2 separate regions of the Dromaius novaehollandiae genome follow, and region 2 is linked to region 1. Evidence: chromatin contacts called from public Hi-C data. All regions are on one chromosome and are shown on one strand. Each heading gives the region's core, a stretch centred on a gene start, on an enhancer-like site or on the middle of the called end of the contact. The rest is flanking DNA. Distances are from core to core; before and after follow the strand shown. Region 1 has its middle 60 kb from the start of NUDT14. Region 2 has its middle 20 kb from the start of GPR132.

Region 1 (3,252 bases), core at 257-2,756:
GCACACCCACAGGCCCCTTGCCTTAGTTCTGGCATCAGTTGAACGAAGATAAATCTGGAGGACTGAACACTTAGCAAAAGAGCATTCCCAGACTGTCCCAGACTGTCTGGTGTGGTCTTCTTATATACTCATGTGTCTGGGTCTGGCCACTGGTGCTGTCATGGTTGTGCCCTGGAGTGGTCTCCTCTAGCCGTTCCTGGAGTGATTCTACAGGTGAGCAGGAAATGCCCATGTAAATGGTTTTGGCCTAGCTCACAAATGTACTGCAGCCAAACGAACAGGATTTTTCTCATAGTGAGAGGAAAGCATGGCCTCTAATTTATGTCTTTCCTTCTAGGAAATGATTTCAAGGGCAGAAATTGCATATCCTTGGGCATAAAACAAATCTAAGGCTGTTCTTTCCGGTGCTGTGGGCAAGTCACTGCCTATCCCAGGGACTGAGTTTTGTTCTGGTTTAACCTTATTACTTCAGTCACCGGATTGCTGTGGAGAGACTCTGCATAACTTGTGAATTGAGGTTATTTTCATGAAATTGCTGCATCACTGAATGTTGTGGTTGAGCCTGTTGTAGTCTGGAAGAATCCTTGAAACACTTTCACTCTTCCTTCCTATATCTCTCTGAAACGCTACACAGCAAAGAAAAGTTGTTATTCTGGGTTCTGGTTGAACACCAGAGTTTCTGAGGATGAATCTGGCCTGGGATCTGAATCTCTGCAGTCTGAAGAAAAAGAGAGTACCCTCAGATGGGCAAACAAAGAAACCAGGATGTTCTCATCTTAAACTGGGACACAAGAGAAAAACAGAAAGGAATCCTTTTATAGCAAAGGATTTACTTTCACAACTGAGGATTAGAGAAACTGACTGCATAGGATGGAGAAATTAGATCCCCTGATCTGCACGAGAAGCTAAGAGCTGCAATGAGGGCACTCTCAGAAAATGCTAACCAAAGTCTACCGACTGCTCATGAGTGGTGAACTTGGGCAAGGAGTTCTGTACTGCTCTTTCACCATTTTGTGTAGATCTGTGCATTTCTTGTACTGGTGAAAGTGAAGAACAGTTACTTCTAGCATCCTTCGCAAAGTCTGAAGCATTCTGCACGTTAGTGTTTCTCTGTGAAGGAGTAAGCTGTAACCCACAACACCTGCAAAGTTGGAGGTAGGGAACTGTGTAATCAAGCAACTGGGGGTCTATGAAGTTGTCCACACAGGGAACAGGACAGCTCAACTGTGAAGGCCCATTTCTAGGAAGGGGAGGCAGTCAAAATGTGCAAGTATGAAAGAGGCACCCAGAAAAAAAATAGCTTGGGAACTAGCAGACTCAGCTAATGTGTTGAAACCCCAAAACAGTAGTCTATTCTGAAGGGCTGTGGGACTTTATAAGGGTTGTATGGTGTAACTCCGATGAACTTGGTCCTTTAAACTCATAACTTTAACATGAAAGACAGCCTGTGCAAAAGCTAGGTTTCACACATGGGAAGCCTAAGCTAAAACCAGACCTATTTATTTGTACTGTAGCGGCACCTAAGGGCAGCCAAGAGCCTCAGTCTGTATGTGATAGGTATAGGTACCTGCCTAAGCTAAAAAATCCCTGCCTGAGAGACAGGCAGATGGAAGAAAAAAAGAGGTGGTGACAAAGGGTGGCTGAGCTGAGCAAAGTGCCGTATAGGAAGTGGAAATCTAAGTTTATTGCACTTATTTTAGAAATTAGACTTTCTTCTGCCTCACACTTTCTGCACTCATACTCCTGTCCAACAGCTGCCCATTGGTACCAAACCACTTTTGTCTGTTTTACAGAGCATATGAATCAGATGTTGCTTGGGAACTATCACAGAAGAGAAGCATTTTCCTGTGGCAAAATGATTAACTGGGTTATTCAGTCCTTCAGCGTATGTGACAAGCCAGCATCTCCTCTGGTGTGATCCAAAATTGCCAGTGAAGCAGGGGATATTTACTGTATGCATTGAAAAGATGTTAGAGAGTCAACTCTTTTCTGACATATGAGAAACATTCAACTGGACAATAAAACAGTTCCCCCCCTGCCCATCTTCTACTGCTGTCCCCTTTTCTTTCTACTAGGGGTATGTGAGCTGGGACTAGATTTGATGTCATCGATGCAGTTTCCCTGAAACCCAGTTGAATGACTGATTAGCACCAGCCAAGGATCTGGGCCACTGGCTTTCAGGGGAGCCTTCTTGTCTCAGAGCTATTGTTAACGTTTCCTGTTTATAGCAGTTCAGCACAAAGCCTTACAGGTCCTGTCCACATTACAAAACAGCCAGAGGAGCCGAACCAGTTTTTAATAAAGGTTTCTTGCCAGCTTTTGCATGTTTCCCATATCAGTACAAGAACTGAAACACGCACATTGTGCACAGATCCCCTCTTTCCAGCTATTTAAGTGCAAGTTTGACCACTTCATGGAATGATTTTAAAGTAACCCTACCTTTCTGGATATGGTTTTTGCCATGGAGAATATTATCTCCTAGGACTTATCTATTTCTCTTGCTAAAGGCAGAGGTAAGACAATGGGTAGATATCTAATCAATACATCAAGTAAAGAAATCCAGAGGTAGGAAAGATGCATGTGTGTCTCAAAGGACAGAACCACATCCAGGAGCAGAGTCAGACACAAACCTGAAAAAGGGAAGGAGCCAGCCAAAGCCAGAGAAGTGAGAGGGACACAATACAGGGAGCAGGGCTCTGATGGGCAAGCAGAGTTTGATCATTTAATTAGTGAATTAATGATGCCTCATGGCCCACAAGCTCCTAGGGCCACTGCTCCTTCCCTCTCCCTGTTGCTATTACACAGACATTCTGAAAAGTACAAATGATACCTGGGTGCTGGGCTCCCACTGATTACTGAATCGGAGCTCCCTGCTCTCCCACTGCCTTTAAATGGTGCTATATGTCATCTGGGCCTTAAAATATATGCAATCTAAGCCCTGGTTCCAGCTCACCATGAAAGTTGTTCTGGCCAATGGGCCAAAATCAAAAAAACAAGAACAACCATAAATTAGGGCTGGACAGTTCAGTAGTGCTAGTGGGGATAGGTTTCTACGACGTGGCATGAACTGCACGACAGCTCCCCTTAACCTCTTGGCAAAACTGCACCGTGTCCTGGCTATTGAGCTGCATGAACTGAGCGAGGTGTATGGGGATGTGAATTGCCTGGTCTGTGTATCTCTCTAGCTATAACACCGAACCTGTGACATGGACATGAACATGGACATAGGCAGAGAGTACCTGGACTGAATAA
Region 2 (3,314 bases), core at 468-2,967, 380 kb before region 1:
ACCCAGGCACAACTCCCCATTCTCACAGCAGCCTCAGTCTCCCCTCTGCTCCACTCCTCAGGGTAAGGACTGTTCTCTTGGCTATACGCGGCTGAATGACCCTGGTGTTGGAAACTGCTCAGTCCTGGTGAAGAAAACGTCTGACACACCTTGGGTATGATAGACAAAACCAGGGAGTCCCATGTGAGTGTGAGGCTGCAGAAGTGGGATGTGGTGAAATGTTTCATTTGGCCCCATTGTTACTTCTGTGCCAATGATGAGAAGAAAGTTGGGAAGAGCACTGCCAACATTTAGACTTTGAGGCTCTTTGTCTTTCTTCTCTGGTACTTCGAAAATGATAGATAACGCTCAGAGTCACTACTTGGGCTGTTCACTTTTTTGTTAGAAGTCTGGACAACACCTAAAAATAATGAACACAATCTTAAAAAAGCAAAGCTGTCAATGATCCTAGAAGATCACTTTAAGCTGCCATTAAAAGACTTTTAGACAGATGTTCAGTACTCCCTGGAGAGCAATAGCTCCATCTGAGTGATTGGTACTGATTGTATTAAAAATGTAGGCTGATAGGGACTCTATTGCCACATTCGGAGATTGTTCCCATGGCCCAGGGACAACCTTATCATCAAAACCATCCATGATCTTTCTATGAGCTGTCCAAGAATTTCCTGCACAGTGCTGGCAGGTGCTATCATCCCACCCAAGATTTTATAGAGACTTTCTTTTCCCTTATTCAATTGATAGATTCTCCCCAAACCATCAGCATTCCCACCACCAAAAAACCTATCTATCTCCTGCATCCCAAATGCAAAGCTATTACTCAAGGTGCTTGCTGGGTATAAAATCTCTGGAGCGGTGACATTTAGGAGGCTGTGGATCAGCTACTTTGCAATGTCATGAAAATTTCATGCTCACTTGGCAAGGAAGTTGGTGAGTCAGGCAAATGAGCTCTTATACTCTCTCCCTGACCTGGATACAAACATACACAGTTTCAGATCACTGCTGTGGTTGTTCAGCTCAGAGAGAGAGAGAGATCCAACTGCATTTAGGCCTTCAACATCCAAGGAGACTGAGCTTTCAGACACCTAGCACCCTTAGGCATCTTTGAAAACCTCAGCCTTGGTGCCCTTAAAATATACCAGCCTTACAAGTGAATTCTTGGTTTCTAAATGCAAAGGTACAAGTCATTGCCAGAGAGTCCACCAGAAAGTAAGTTTATTGCTCAGATGGAGAGACTAAATCCTCTCCCTGGCTGTTTATGCTATAGCTAGTACTACTGCAGGTTTGCTCTCGTCTGCAAAGTGTGGCTGGAGGGTGATAGACAAATAGAAAGAAAGAAACCGTGTTAGCTAGTGGCTAAAGTTTTAAGGCACAAAAGAAGCCAGGAGTGGGTAAATTCAGGGAAAAGTAGTAAGAAAAAAGTCAGTAGACTTGGTGGATAAATTTAGCCATAGCAGAACCAATTCTTACAGAGTGAGAATCCAGGCTTTTGAATTGCTTACAATTTTGTTACCCAGTTTGTTATACTTGGCCACTTTGTTCACTGCAGTCCCTGCCTATAATCCAGACTGTCCCACTCCCACACTTTTCTGAAAGGCATCCATACAAGTTCACTTACCTTGTAAATCTTTTCTGCTTCCCTGATCTGCTCCTGCCAGCCCAGGGGTGTTGCAGCCTTGAGCTGAAGGACTCATACCAGGTTTCACCAGACGATGTCATGCTAATCCTGTGGATGCCCTGCAGCCAGGAGCTTATCTCCCAGCCACAAACACTGCAGCATAGGATGCCTTTTGCCTTGCTGCATTAATGGTTTGTCAAGCTCTCATTTTTGTACCAATCACGCAGTACAGAAGGTACCATTAAGGCTTTAAAATTTAATGAGGTCTAATAAAATCTCTCCTTGTGATATACAACCTAAGCAAAGGCTATGCCGCAGGAAAGTCACATTTCTGGTAGCATTTATATATGCTTTTACATCTTTTCCTCCTCTCTGTTCTAACTGAATACTCCCAGCTGCTTAAATAGCATTTCTGCAGCTTTATGCAGTTACTGCAGACTAACTCCACAAAGGCAGGTAGGTATCTAATTGCCACTTTGAACCGACAACTAACAGCTGGGCATCTGTCCCACCAAGCTGTAATGCTTATGTTTCTGACATGCTAATAAATGCAAAACAGCCTAAATCTTGACTTGGCCAAGATCATCATGCCTAAATCCTGCTCAATTCTCAGATAACTTTCTGGCCTATGGAAACAAATGGGAAGCCCATCCTCTCTCCCGACCTGACTAAGGTTTCACACTCTAAATTTACATAGCATGTGAAGCCATATAAATGATCCTGTACCATAAGCTTTCTCAGAGCATAAGTAACATGCACAGAAAATGTATGCCACTGGTTTCAGACCTCTCCTGGGCCGTAGGGTATCCAGGTTTGCATCTCCATTTCCCATGCTTCATGCAGAGCCTCCCATGTTCTGAAGGAGTTCTGTGAGCATCCAGCTGGGAGAGCCTCTAGGATTCAGTCTCGAACTGTCTTGCTGAAGCAGTTTCATGTTCTATAAATAATTAAACATTCACTGGACCAGAGAGAAGAAGTGGAAGATGGACTCTCTAGCTCCATGGTTAAAGCATTCATGTGTGGTGTGGGAAAGTCAGATTAGAAGTTCCTGCTCCAGTAATCAGCTAACTGGCAGCACGAACATGAAAAGCTTTAATAAGAGGGGCTGAGAGTCCCCTTCTTGAAACCATCCAGAGCCTGCTAGTTTAGGCATTTCCCTGGAACAGGGGAAAAAGAAATCAAGAGCTATCCACAAAATCTGTGGGCATCTTGACTACTGATAAAAAGCTGACATGTCTCTGTGGGAAGAAACTGAGCTGCCTCACATAAAACCTAAAGAGCTGAGTTGGAAGGTCCTTGTAGCTCAGTGTCCTGTCTCTGGTCTTGGCTGAAGGCAGATGCTGGTGAAGGAGTGGAAGCACAGGGTAAATCTTTAATGATGCCTCTTGAGGACACACACCCAGCCACTTAGAAGTGGTGACTTTCCCAAGTGGACAGAAACATCTGATCCCTTCTCCTTGCATTCTCCATTGGGTGCCTTACCCAGTTACCTCATTTCTTAGGGTCTTCAGTCCCTTATTTTTCTTATACCCTATGGAGGAAGCCTGGACGTCTGACTCTGAGTTGAGAGAGCCACTGAGTGGCTGTTTTCTGCAGATTTGGGCATAGTGACTTGCCCGTAGATTTACTGTCATACAGCACCAAGCACTGTGCATGTCTGAAACTCACAGGCTTCACTGTAATGCAAATGCAATTGCTG

Evidence for each region. A called contact is a pair of places that touch in the nucleus more often than the background predicts.
Region 2: a Hi-C map of liver shows a contact between it and region 1, with 4 times the contacts expected there. The contact joins two enhancer-like sites. A contact is called at or near these places in 2 of 4 Hi-C or Micro-C datasets (liver and ovary).

The regions. Positions count from the first base shown.
Region 1 is chr5:9,888,280-9,891,531 of bDroNov1.hap1, reverse strand. No RefSeq gene overlaps it. Among named protein-coding and RNA genes, the nearest start is that of NUDT14, 60 kb to the left of the region's middle. Within about 2 kb of position 1,506, at least 2 of the 2 cell types and tissues checked have open chromatin away from gene starts, as enhancers often do.
Region 2 is chr5:10,270,759-10,274,072 of bDroNov1.hap1, reverse strand. No RefSeq gene overlaps it. Among named protein-coding and RNA genes, the nearest start is that of GPR132, 20 kb to the left of the region's middle. Within about 2 kb of position 1,717, at least 2 of the 2 cell types and tissues checked have open chromatin away from gene starts, as enhancers often do.